Regions from separate parts of the Sorghum bicolor genome. Here region 2 is linked to region 1. A link is a contact called in public HiCAR-type data. All regions are on one chromosome and are shown on one strand. Each heading gives the region's core, a stretch centred on a gene start, on an enhancer-like site or on the middle of the called end of the contact. The rest is flanking DNA. Distances are from core to core; before and after follow the strand shown. Region 1 holds the start of LOC8061965 (amino acid permease 1). Region 2 holds the start of LOC8076715.

Evidence for each region. HiCAR-type assays count read pairs that join an accessible place to other places.
Region 2: a contact with region 1 is called in a HiCAR-type map of leaf, with 3 times the contacts expected there. The contact joins the promoter of LOC8076715 here to the promoter of LOC8061965 in region 1. A contact is called at or near these places in 2 of 4 Hi-C or Micro-C datasets (both in leaf) and 1 of 1 datasets of contacts at active chromatin or transcription factors (leaf).

Annotation. Positions count from the first base shown.
Region 1 is chr10:49,098,617-49,104,594 of Sorghum_bicolor_NCBIv3, forward strand. LOC8061965 (amino acid permease 1) reads left to right here and starts at 2,732. Exons shown (of 3, transcript XM_002437103.2): 1 at 2,732-2,837. The coding sequence starts at 2,732.
Region 2 is chr10:49,330,960-49,336,937 of Sorghum_bicolor_NCBIv3, forward strand. It overlaps LOC8076715, which reads right to left and starts at 2,663. Exons shown (of 1, transcript XM_002438520.2): 1 at 784-2,663. The coding sequence starts at 2,575. The coding sequence ends at 1,211. LOC110431375 reads right to left here and starts at 108. Exons shown (of 3, transcript XM_021450453.1): 1 at 1-108. The coding sequence starts at 103.

The DNA.
Region 1 (5,978 bases), core at 1,482-3,981:
ATTTATTTTTCTTAATTAATTAATTAATTAATTATTTTTCAACTTATTTTATTTCCTTCTTTTCTCTCTCGCCTATCCGTTGCACGCACAGAGTCACCACACAACCTTATCTTCATCCACCACACGCTCACACAACTCGGCTCTTTCATCTCCATCTTTCTTCCATGGTCGTCCTTGTTTCTTTCTTCCTTGGCGGCCCGCCTTAGGTTGGCTACAACACCCAGTGCGCACCTCTCGCATCCATCCACCTAGAGCCACGACCTACACGGGGGAGACCCATGCTCTAGCCCGCCCAGAGCCATAATGAGCTGCCGCCGTCGCTATACTTTTTCACCCGTTGCAATGCACAAGTACTTTTACTAGTTTTTATAAAACGATGTTACTGCACAAATAATTCTCTCATACAATGCAAAATGTTAAGTGTCAGGGTCCAAGTTAAAACTACTATTTATGCCATTGCAAGAACCAAGAGAATAATCTAGGACCTATGATCATTTTTTAGAAAAATTTGAATAAAATAGATATAACAAGCACTAGAGTTTCAACGGAACAAGCAATAGAGTTTCTACCTTGTCTTCAACCTCTAGCTCTTCACTGTTTATAACACACCGCAACTCTTGATTCATCGTTAAGTTGTCCTTCTCCGACCACCCCCACTCGAGTCTGCCTCCTCCTCCGACCATGCTCAGGTCCCATCGTGGAGATTGCTTTGGCTTCGAAGCGCCTGACTTTGCTAAGGAAGAAGTAGAGAGGTTGTGGTTTGTGTGTTGTGTTACACTATGAGGAGAGCAGGGCTAGCGCGCTAGCCATGGCGTGGTGACGGTAGTGGGGCGGGTGATGAGGGTCATGTGGCCTTCCATGTCTGTGTTATTCACTAGCTACGACATCTTCACCTCTGTGACAGCATTGCTAGTGCTGCCATTCTTGGCAACGGTGCAAGCGCCGAGGCAATGTCGCCGAGGGCATTGCGCATGCTTGTGGCGCGGCTCCACTCGTTATTTGTTGTCGCGGGGGTCGCGCCCTTGCCCATCTTTGCGCTGCTCGTGGCCAAGATGTCGTATACCATCTTCATGTTTGCGACCACATTGCCCTTCATGCTCACCTTCCTGCTGCTTGCCAAGGCCTGTATCACTGCCATGCTCTCGATCGAACGACAGCGACGCATCGCCACCTCTGCCTTGGTGGCACCGACTGCTCCCCGTCACCGCACTCCCACCACGCAGGGCCATCGCTCGCATGTACCCAATGCCACTTGCCACACATCTCCTTAATGCCTTCCTCATGCTCTCCACGATGGGACCTAGGCAGGGGTAGGCGAGGTCAGAGGAGGAGGCGGACCAGGGTGGGCAGGTGGTTGAAGAAGGACAGGCAGCGATGAATTAGTGGTGTGACGGTTTGTTATGGCAAATAATCAGTGAAAAACCGGAGATCGAAGACAAGGTTAGAACAGATATTTTCCTAGTCTTCTGTAATGAAATCTGAGAAATAAATAAACTAAATACTACGGTGTGTTATGACAAATGTACGTAATTTTATAGTGGTACTTGACATATTTCGTGTTGGCTGTGTGTTTCGGTCAATTTTCGTTTGAATGGTGTCTTGCAGACTGCGTCCACATGAAGCGGGCACAGCAGAGTGCACCCTATCGTGCTAGTAACCAAGGTTCTGGGATTCTTTTTGAAAAATTTCCAAGCCTACCAAATTAGACGAAATCCATAAAATTTGGACTAGTATTCAGTCAAATTTTGAATGAAAATTGTTTAAATTTGAACAAAATTTCCACAGTCAGTCAGAAGTGGCAGTGGGCTTGGAGAGGACAGCGTAGACGCGTAGGTGGTGATGAAGATGCATGGCGACGATGCGGTGGTGGCAGCAAGAGGCGCAGGATGGCAGTGACGACATGTCAGCTAGGCACGGTGAAGGTGCGACAGCGGGCGTCGGCCAGGGAGCAGCCATGGCACGTGGAGCGGCGTTGAGGAGCATCCATGAGCGAGCGAGCTCGGATGTTGGGGGAAGCAACCACGTCGTCTCTCACGGTTGCTGCAGGAGTGTGAGGAAGGTTTTCAGCTGGCGGCAGCTCGCAAGCTAGCAAGCGACGGTTGGGACCGTGAGGAAGGTTAATTTTCAGTGTCGTGGGTTCTTTGCTGGGCCATAGAATGGGCTGAAAATTTAAATCGGGCCGAAATATTTTGACCAGTTTAGTTTTATCTCAGGCTAGACCAAAATGGACGAATTTCGGTGACCGAAAACCCTGCTAGCATGAAACCTAACACGGTGGTATTTGCAGGGTCTGTTGTGTGTCGACTGCGAGAGGGAGAGACACAGTTCGTTTCACTTTCACACCCATCAAGTTTTGGCCCCCATATCACTAACGTGGCGCTCGTCGGCGAGGAGGGGGTCTCCTCATTTTTTCAGCTATATATAGCCCCATTCATTGGCTCCCTGCGGCCCCTATTCCCTCTCCAACTCCAAGTGCTCCAGACCCACCACCGTGCCGCGCTCGGCGGACTCTCTGCTGCCTGCCTGCCATCTCGTCGTCACCCACCGGCGCGCAGCGAAGCCAGCCAGCGAGCGAGAGCAAGCAAGCACGCGCCAGACAGCAGCAGATCGAGGTTCCTGCATATCTCAGCGCTCGAGCACAGCGACTAGCCGCCTCTGCCCGCGCGTGCAGAGAGAGACGAACAGAGAGAGAGAGAGAGAGAGAGAGAGAGAGATAGCGAGGTGGTGATCCATGGTGGGAAGGATGCGCGGCGGAGCCATGGATTTCGAGGACCGCCTAGCGACCCTCCCCCGCGTCCGCGGCGACCGCGACGACGACGGCAACGAGACGAGGACAGGTACGTCGAAAGCATCGATCCATCCCTCACCACAGAGCTAAAAATATACTTAAAAATGGCATGCATGGTTTCCTGCTCGCTCGCTTCTTGTTCATTGTTCCTTGAATGTTTCGCGTGCGTTGGGACTGCGCGCGGCGGTGTCGTCGTTCCGTGATTCGCCCTGGCTGTGCAGATAGGAGTATTTGGAGGCGAAACCAAACATTTCCACGCCGAGAATTAAATCGGGTGCTGGTCGTCTCCTACTCCCTACTATCGATAGAGTTTCGATCAGCATGCACACCTCCACCTACTGCATGCTAATAATAACCCACTGTATTACAGCTTGGGTTTATTTCTAAATCATTATGCCGGGCATTATATTACGATTCTTTCTAGTATCTATAAAGGAACAAAAAAAGATGGAAATAGACTGACATTTGAGAGCATGGATGAACACTAGTATATATATACTGTCCATCATTCTCTTCAACATATTTGACAACAAGAAATGATTGGACTTCATCAAATGTATTTTCTTGGCATGTTGTCCGGTTGTGGAGGCCTGGCTCAAAATATTTTGAGCACACGAATTTGTAGAGTATTCATGCACTGATTCTTCTGTTATTTAAGGAAGGGAAGTAATAAGCTGATAAACTTATTGTGCCTGCCTCACTGGCGCCCTGCGTGCATGAGCAAGAACCAGCACATCATGTGTGCCCAGCTGGTGATTTTAATTTAAAGCTGCCAAAAATAGGAGTGAAAGCTAGTATTGTGGTTTACTGTTTTGTTTCCACTTGTACTCTTTCCAAATTCCTATTTATGTGTTCTTGGATGAGCAGAATTAATTATATGTGAGGATTTAACTCCATTCCACACTCATCCTTAGGGCACTCCCACAATGCTAGAAACTACCTATTAATTTTTATAGACACTATATATAGAAACTATGGTCTCAATTGATAGTTTCTATAAAATATTTTTCTATCCAATCATATTTATTCGCTCTCCATTCTTAGCCAATCATATCACTTCATGTCTTGGATTTTGTGTAGACATGGTTTCTAACTTAGACCTAGGCCTTGTTTAGTTCACCTTGAAAACCAAAAAGTTTTCAAGATTCCCCGTCACATCGAATCTTGTGTCACATGCATGAAACATTAAATATAGACGAAAACAAAAACTAATTACACAGTTTAGCTGTAAATCACGAGACGAATCTTTTGATCCTAGTTAGTCCATGATTGGATAATATTTGTCACAAACAAACGAAAGTGCTACAGTACCGAAAACTTTTTACTTGCTCTCTCTCTTCAATAACTCTCTTGCCACATAGCAAAATGCTTAGGTGGCACTGCAATTAATATCTATAGAAACCACGATGTTTTCTGCATTGGGAGTGCTCTTATTACTGCCAAATTTGCCACATATATCCTTAGATTAGTTAGATTTACTCTACTTAACAAAATAATCTACTGGCACTCACTTGGCCTTGAGCTTCGATCGAGTTGACTCCTTTCCAAACTATATATTGTCATTGTCGTAGTATGTCAAACTTTTTTAAAAAAAGTTTGACCATGTTTAATTAAAAATACACCGACATCCACAACATAATTTTTTCATCAAAGAATATATTTTGAAAGTGTATTGTTTTAATTTGTTGATGCTCATAGTCATAGAACTCACATAAAACCCTACTGAGCAGTGAGCCGGGCTTAGCAACTATTCCAAACATGTGGCTCCTCTGGCGGGCCCTACCATGGAAGTAGCCACAGGACTATAGGTTCCCCTCCGTGAGACCATGACATAGTTACATAGGCAGGCACGGTTTCCAGTTCCACAGTTAGGCCCATCCCAAATCTTTATATTTGAAAACTTTTAGCTGTAAACTTTACATTTCGAATAGATGCTTTCTAAATTTTTTGGTCTGCAATACATAAGACAGATTTATCCTAATTTAATGCTTGATTTGTTTATTAATTGGGGGTATACGACGTCCAACTCGGGTCCCTAAGCAAGTTTACACAGTTTTGGGTCTCTAGGGTCCTAAATTCCAAATCTTTACAGCGCAAATTTTACAGGCCTCTGTTTAGATTCATTCTTCCAAAAAATACTTATTTCTCCAAAAGTTTTAGTTTTTTTTTCTGCATCTCGTGACGGAAGAATTAGGCTAGCTGCTACCGACTACTGTATAGTACCAGCTAGGCAGCTAGCAGAAGGCCGGCGTGAGAAGTAAAAAAACTTTAAAAAGAACGGTGGATATGATGCAGAAGCTGCAGAGAGGCGGCCGATCTCAGCTTCCAAGCACACTGAATGAATGAATGCCGCCAATAACCTAGGTGCGGCGCTACCGGGCGGGGCGAGCGTGTGCGTGGACTCGTCTCGATCGATCAACGCGCCCTAGCTAGCTTAGCTTAGCCGCTATCCATTGATGACCTCGGCGATGGTTTCCCGTAGCTTTCTCGCCGATTCTTGGCTATGGCTCTGCTCTGCTCTCTGCTGCTTTCTGCATGGCACACGCCGAAAGGGAGTGACAAGGTTCCGTATGCCTTTCTGTAAGTCTGTCCTTTTCTGACTTTAGTTTTGTCGTCGTCGATTCTGATCGTCGTTCTGTTATGATCAGAGGAGGTTTGATGTATGCGTCGTCGACGACGACTGTTTTGTTTTCATGTTGATTATTTATTAATATTGAGTGCAGATGGTACGCATTTCTTCCTTCTGCATGCCTTGAGTTGAGGATAAAAGGACGTTTGCTAGTAGACCATCTTACATTCCCAAAATCCTGTGACAATGCCGATCGGTCCATGCATGTTAATTTCCGAGATCATGCATGCTACCTAGGCACATATATTAGAGAGACTTTTCAACTTGTTAGTTATAATTAATTTAGGCCGTTCTTTTTCTTAACGTGTCATATGGCTTTGGATCTGACTATATATTTAGGAGCAACCTCAAGAGCAGGAGTCATCAAATTAGGTTCCATACTTTTAATTTAAGGGCTACTTCTAATTTTAAGGGTCTTATTTTTTCCCCATTAGCCCTCAAGTTAGGGCTTCAAATCCATTCTAGTAGACACAGTTATATGGAACCAACTCGTCATTTTCTCCTTCGTCGCTCCCATGAATTGATCTATGGGTGGCACAATGGGAGGAGCACTGTAGACAA
Region 2 (5,978 bases), core at 1,413-3,912, 230 kb after region 1:
TGCCTGGGCCATCACCGTGATGTCGGCTCTTGTGATCAGGACAACATGAAAGGCATATCCCCAAGCGACATATACTACAAAAGGCCCCCCGCCTGCACAGCATGCCCAATCCACTCTGTGCTAATGCTACGTCATCTGCATGCATGCAAAAGAGCAGCAGTTCTTAGGGTCAGCAAGCAATAATCATCATTCCAAATGCAAATGCTAGTGGAAGTCATAGTCATGATTCATGAATCAAATCTAAGCAAGAGGTGACTGATGCCAAACAGAAACAGTTTGCTCATGCCAAGATTCAGACTAAGTCAGTGATTCTATTCTAAATGAGCATTCCAAATCCAAATGCCAAAAGAGATTGCAAAAGAGCAGCAATAATTCAGTGATTCTTTTGCCGAGCATGCAGACTCGAATGCCGAGCATGCAGACACACAAAGAGCATCAAGTCGAGATTTCCAGCAGCCATGCATGCTGCATTCGATCCATACAGTAACTGTAGGCAAGGCAAGCGGATGCATCAGAACTGAGCAACTAATGGGTTGCATGCAAAAGAGCAGCAATACTTAAAAAGCAATCATCATTTCAAATTTCAAATCCAAATGGTAGTAGAAGTCATAGTCATGATTGATAAATCAAATATGAGCAAGAACGACTCTGTTCATTATGCCAAACAGTTAAAGCAATCTGGCATGAACATAGTGACTAATGCCAAACAGAAGCATTAACTGTTCATGCCAGATTCGACTATATATAAGTGATTCTATTCTAAATGAGCATTCCAAACCCAAATGCTAAAAGAGCAGCAATTAATGGTCAAGCAAGCAATCAACAATCAGTGTTCCAAAACAAAATACTGTCGAAAGTTATAGTCATGATTCAGACTAATTCAGACTAATTCAGTGACTATTCTATCATCTATACACGCTGTGCAGCTGTAATCCTTGCGTGCATAACAGAGTAGTACATAACACATTTCTCAATGATAAGAGAAAGGCATGAATCGGAGAAGCATGCACGAGGATCTCTTTCAATCTGAACAAAGACAGTAAGCATGCCAACTAAAACTGGGAAATAAACCAGTTCAGATACTACTGTAACTAGCATGCACATAGGCCAATATGAATTAATGTTGGCAACGTCCTAGCCAGCCTAGGTATGAGTATGATCTGCCGAGCATGGAGACACACAGAGAGCATAAAGTCGAGAATTCCAGCAGCTATGCATGCTCCATATATTCGATCGATTCAGTAAACGCAGGCAAGGCAAGTGGATGCATCAAAACTGAGCAACTAATGGGGATGATGTACGCGCGCATACCATCAGCTGCTGCAGAGTCATGGTCGCCCGGAAGCATGGGTGGCGGTGGCGGCAGCTCCCAGGCATCGACGATGGGGCGGGAGGATTGGAACCTGAGTTGATCACGGTCTATCAGGCACTCCTTGCAGGCGACGACATTCTTCTCGCGCATGTCGAAGCCGAAGAGCTTCGAGCCCTGGAAGAAGTAGACGACGTAGTGGTTGTTGGGGTCGACGAGGGCGACGTGGGGCACCTCGTCCGGCAGCAGGCCCGCGTCGGTGTAGGTCTTGTTCACCCAGATTTCGGCGAAGGCCACCTCGTACTCGAACGTCCATGCGTCGGGGCCCTCCGGGTCGTCGAGCGTCCACATCCAGACGGTGAGGTCGCTAGCCGCGGGTGCGTCGGGGTGCTTGTCGTAGGAGAGGCCGCGGATCTCGACGAAGCGAAGCTTGCCCTCACTGGGCCTGACGCAGCGGCGCTGGTCGATGCGGGTCCTGATGCGGGGGTCGAAGACGACGTCGTGGCGCTCCATCGTCTCGCAGGCGGCCGGGAGAGGCACGAAGCGCAGCTCGGGGCTCCCGACGAGGGGCGTGCAGGGGTCGCAGAAGAACACGCCATAGGCGAGGGCGAGCCACCAGAGGCGGCCGTCGTGGGCGAGCACGCCGGTCTCGGAGAAGGGGTTGCGCATGCGGACATCATGACGCCGCGCCGGGGTGATCTGCTTGGTGAACCACCGGCTTTCGGCGGTGGAGTAGCAGACGAGAACAATAATCATCTTGCTGGGGTGGTCTTTAGAGGTGATGGGTTGGAGCTGGGCGACCACGTAGTGGCCGTGGTGGTGCGGGTCGGTGATGAGGCCGATGCTGATGTTGCGGCGGATGTCGAGTCCGGAGGAAACCGGGGGGAGCAAGGTGACGGTACGCCTGTGGGTGTCGCATAGGAGGAACTGCGGTCGGTTGCCTCTGACGACCTGGAGGAGGATGCAGGCGGAGCGGTCGGCGGCGGCGAGGATGTAGCCGTACAGCGGCTCGTCGTTGCGCCTGGGGTCGGGGGCGACGCCGGGGTGGAGCACTTGTAGGTAGGAGGGCAGCGGCGGGTCGTTGAGGTCGACCATCACCTCAGTCCCGACGGCGATCTCCTTGGCCCGCTCGTCGTCGTTGCCGAGTAGGACGGCGACCGAGACGAGCGCCACCCACTTGCGCTGCTGCTCCGACTCGGGCTCCTGCTCCGCTTCCTGGCCGCCGGCACGCGACGACTCCGGCACATCTGGCGCCGACGACGCCATTGCTGGCGGCGAGGCGCTGCACTGGTTTGGGGGTGCTTGGGGTGGGAGGGGGGCGAGTCTGTTGTGTTGGTTTGATTTGAATTCGTGATCGGCGCTGGCTGCTCCAGGAGGAAGGGGATGAGGACTTTATAGACGGACGGCGGGGTGGGCGTGGTGCGCTGCGCATCCACGGCAGCAGGCGACGGGACCCACACCCACGGCGACGTTCATTCCTCTGCTCCTGCGAACAACATTCCCAAGTCCCAACCGCCTCTTGCACAGCACGGAACAGGGTGGGGTCCACGTGAGGTCACCCGAGGAAGGATCTGGAATTCTGGATGCAAGCGGTAGCGAGGGGCGATCGCCGGAGATCGTATCACGAGTGTATGCATCCCTCTAATGGGCCGTGCCGTACACATGAGTCCATGAGCATTAGTATTTTTTTTTTGAAAATTTCCTACGGAGTCTTAGGGGGTGCATGTATCGTAGCATTTTTGTTTTATTTGGCAATTATTGTTCAATCAAGGTTTAAAAGACTCGTCTCGCAAATTACTCTTTGGATGTATTTTTTTTATTTCATAAATAGTTTAGAGCATCTCCAACAGTTTATCAAAATTCACTTGGCAAATGTTGTATTTTGGCAAGTTGCTAAAAAAATATACCAAGTTAAAAAGAGGTTCTCCAACAGTTTCTTATTTTTAACTTGCTAAAACAAAAAAAAATAAAGAGCCCACCAGGGTTGTTGACAGGTATGATCTATTCCCCTCTGCGCCGTGAAGGGCCGATCCTCGCGCGTGTACGCCGCCGCACAAACTTCTCACGATGGATGAATCATTTAGGTCCAGCAATCATTTGAATCAAGTTTTTTTATGCACCGTCGACGCCTGCTAGGGAGCTGTGAATAGAAGTTGTCAGCCAGCAGCAAGTGCAAAGAGCATACAGGAGCATGCCCATCCATAGATACAGGAGATAGAAAAATATACACAGTGCCATGATCAGGTACTACAAAGAACAGAAGTTATCGGCCACCAGCAGCTTGATCGTGCTCGTCCATCGAGTAGACGAGTACCTGCCAGCAACCAATCCAAATGAATACACTATGAGTAGCTGACAGATCAAAGACAATATAGGATCATGGATCAGTGATTGGGAAAACAAGATGAACCCGGCCATCTCTCTCCAAGCCGGCCATGTACTACTCGGCCATATACAATGATAGGATATATGTATTTCCATTGTATTTCTAGATTTATCTTTGTAAAGAAAAACGGGCCACAAAACATCATGTGATGTCATCTAAGCAAAGATCGATGTCATCAAACTAGCAATTGGAACAATGATGGCAGCAGCTGAACACGAAGAAGAAGCCAGGCTAGGCGATCGAGACGGCATGAAGTTCGGGAAAAGATGAAGTAGGCTATCTGCTCGCGACCGCGACGAGGAGCTGGTCGGACAGACCGGAGATGATTGCGGTGCCCAAGAGCTGATCATCGCGGCGGCGGGTAGGAGCAGATCGGCCGCCGTGACCTGATGGCGCTATCGTGAGGAGCTGATCGTGGCGGCGGACCGGAGCAGATTGGCCGGGACCTAATGGTGCTATCGCGAGCTGATCGCGGTGGCGGGCAGGAGCAGGTCGGCCGGGACCTGATGGCGAGAGTGGTGACGAGAAGGAAGACGATGAGATCGCGAAGCAGGAAGTTGATGTCGGGGAAGAGCCGCGGAATTTTCACCACGCGCGCGGGAAGGGAATCGGCGACGTCTGCGCTCGCGATGGCAAGCCGATACGCGCGCGTATATTTGCGCACGCGGCATCGAGGTTTGGCAAGTTGACAAGAATAGCAAGTTGAATTGGCAAACTGTTGGAGAGTGATTTTTCTTGATTTTGCCAAATTTTTAAGGATGGCAAACTCAATAGCAAACTGTTGGAGATGCTTTAATACTCTATATATGTGTCCAAATATTCGATATGATAGGTATTAAAAAAAACATGATGAACCAAACATGCCCTTAATTGTTTTGTTCTCTACACCTAACTAGTACGCGAAAGTTTTCCAAGATGGAGAAAATGTGTTGGGTATGTAGACTACAGTTAGGTAAAAATTCACAGTAGCTAGATATATAGTGAAGATGTTCATATTACAAGTGTTGGCTTCTACGTGGAAGGTTGATATGTCGTGCTTGCGTTGGTGCTTCAAGTGCTGGAATTGCTTTTGAAACTCCAAGCGCAGGAATAATGTTTAGAACCTCAGGTGCTGAAATCACGTTGTTGGCCTCATAGTTGTCCTTGTCAGACTATTATTTTCGCTGAAGTTTGACTTATACTGATGCTTATACTGAGATGTTGTGAGACAAAAAAGTTATACGTTCACTGAAAAATACTGCTGAAGCAGTGTTGATCATCGGCCTTGTTTAGTTCGCCAATTTTTTTAGATTTGGCTACTAGCATTTTCATTTTATTTGTCAATTAGTGTCCAATCATAGACTAATTAGCTAGGGTTAAAAGATTTGTCTCGTAAATTTTTTTGACATTAAACAAGAGGGGCGCACCCCTACTGGTAATATTGATAAAAAGGGTACATTCCAGGGAAACAAAACAGGAGCCTAATAAGCCTAAGAAAAGGGGTTCAAGAAAAAAAAAAGGAAATGAAGCAGATGAGGTCCAAAACGCAGATTAAACAAGGGTGTTTAACCATAATTCTACTCTCGGAAAGTAACTTCGCTTTGCACAGAACAAAAGCAGCGCAAACTCTATTTTGAAAGTCCCTTTTGCTTGCTGCAATGAAGGTGGCCTGTTATTGAAAATGAGTCCATTTCTCATTTGCTAAATTGTCCAACACATGATTATGATGACCTCCATGAAGAAAGGGACTTGGAGCTGGTCTCTGAAACTTTCCAAGCAAATCAGTCACTCCCCTTCCAACAAGCTGTTGCAAAAAGGGCATCCTGGAAGACCGATTCCTCAGTTGTCTGATTACAGAGCACACAATTGTAATCTGGCAGTTCCATGTGTTTTCTTTTGAGTAGTTCTCTGGTGCTCAATCGGTCTTTTAGGATCAACCAAGCAAATACCTTGTGTTTGTTTTGACAGGAACTCTTCCAAATCCATATGAAACCCGGGTGGATTGTCCTGTGACCCTTTAGGTGTCGATAAGCTCTGGCAACCGTGAATTTCCTGGAATTCCATAAAGATGTCCAAATATCATTGTTGTCATGCAGATCATGCTGTAAATGGGTTAACTGTCCAAAAGCTTGCTGAGAGAGAGAGAGGCAAGTGAAAGAGGTTCAAAATATTGTCACTGGTTTTAGCTTCAGCTAGGATTGTATTCCTTGATTTGGTGAAAGAATATAATTCTAGGTAAGCAATCATTGGAACCTTGTCATTCCACGTGTCAGACCATAAGAGACAAGATTTTGGATTGTTGAT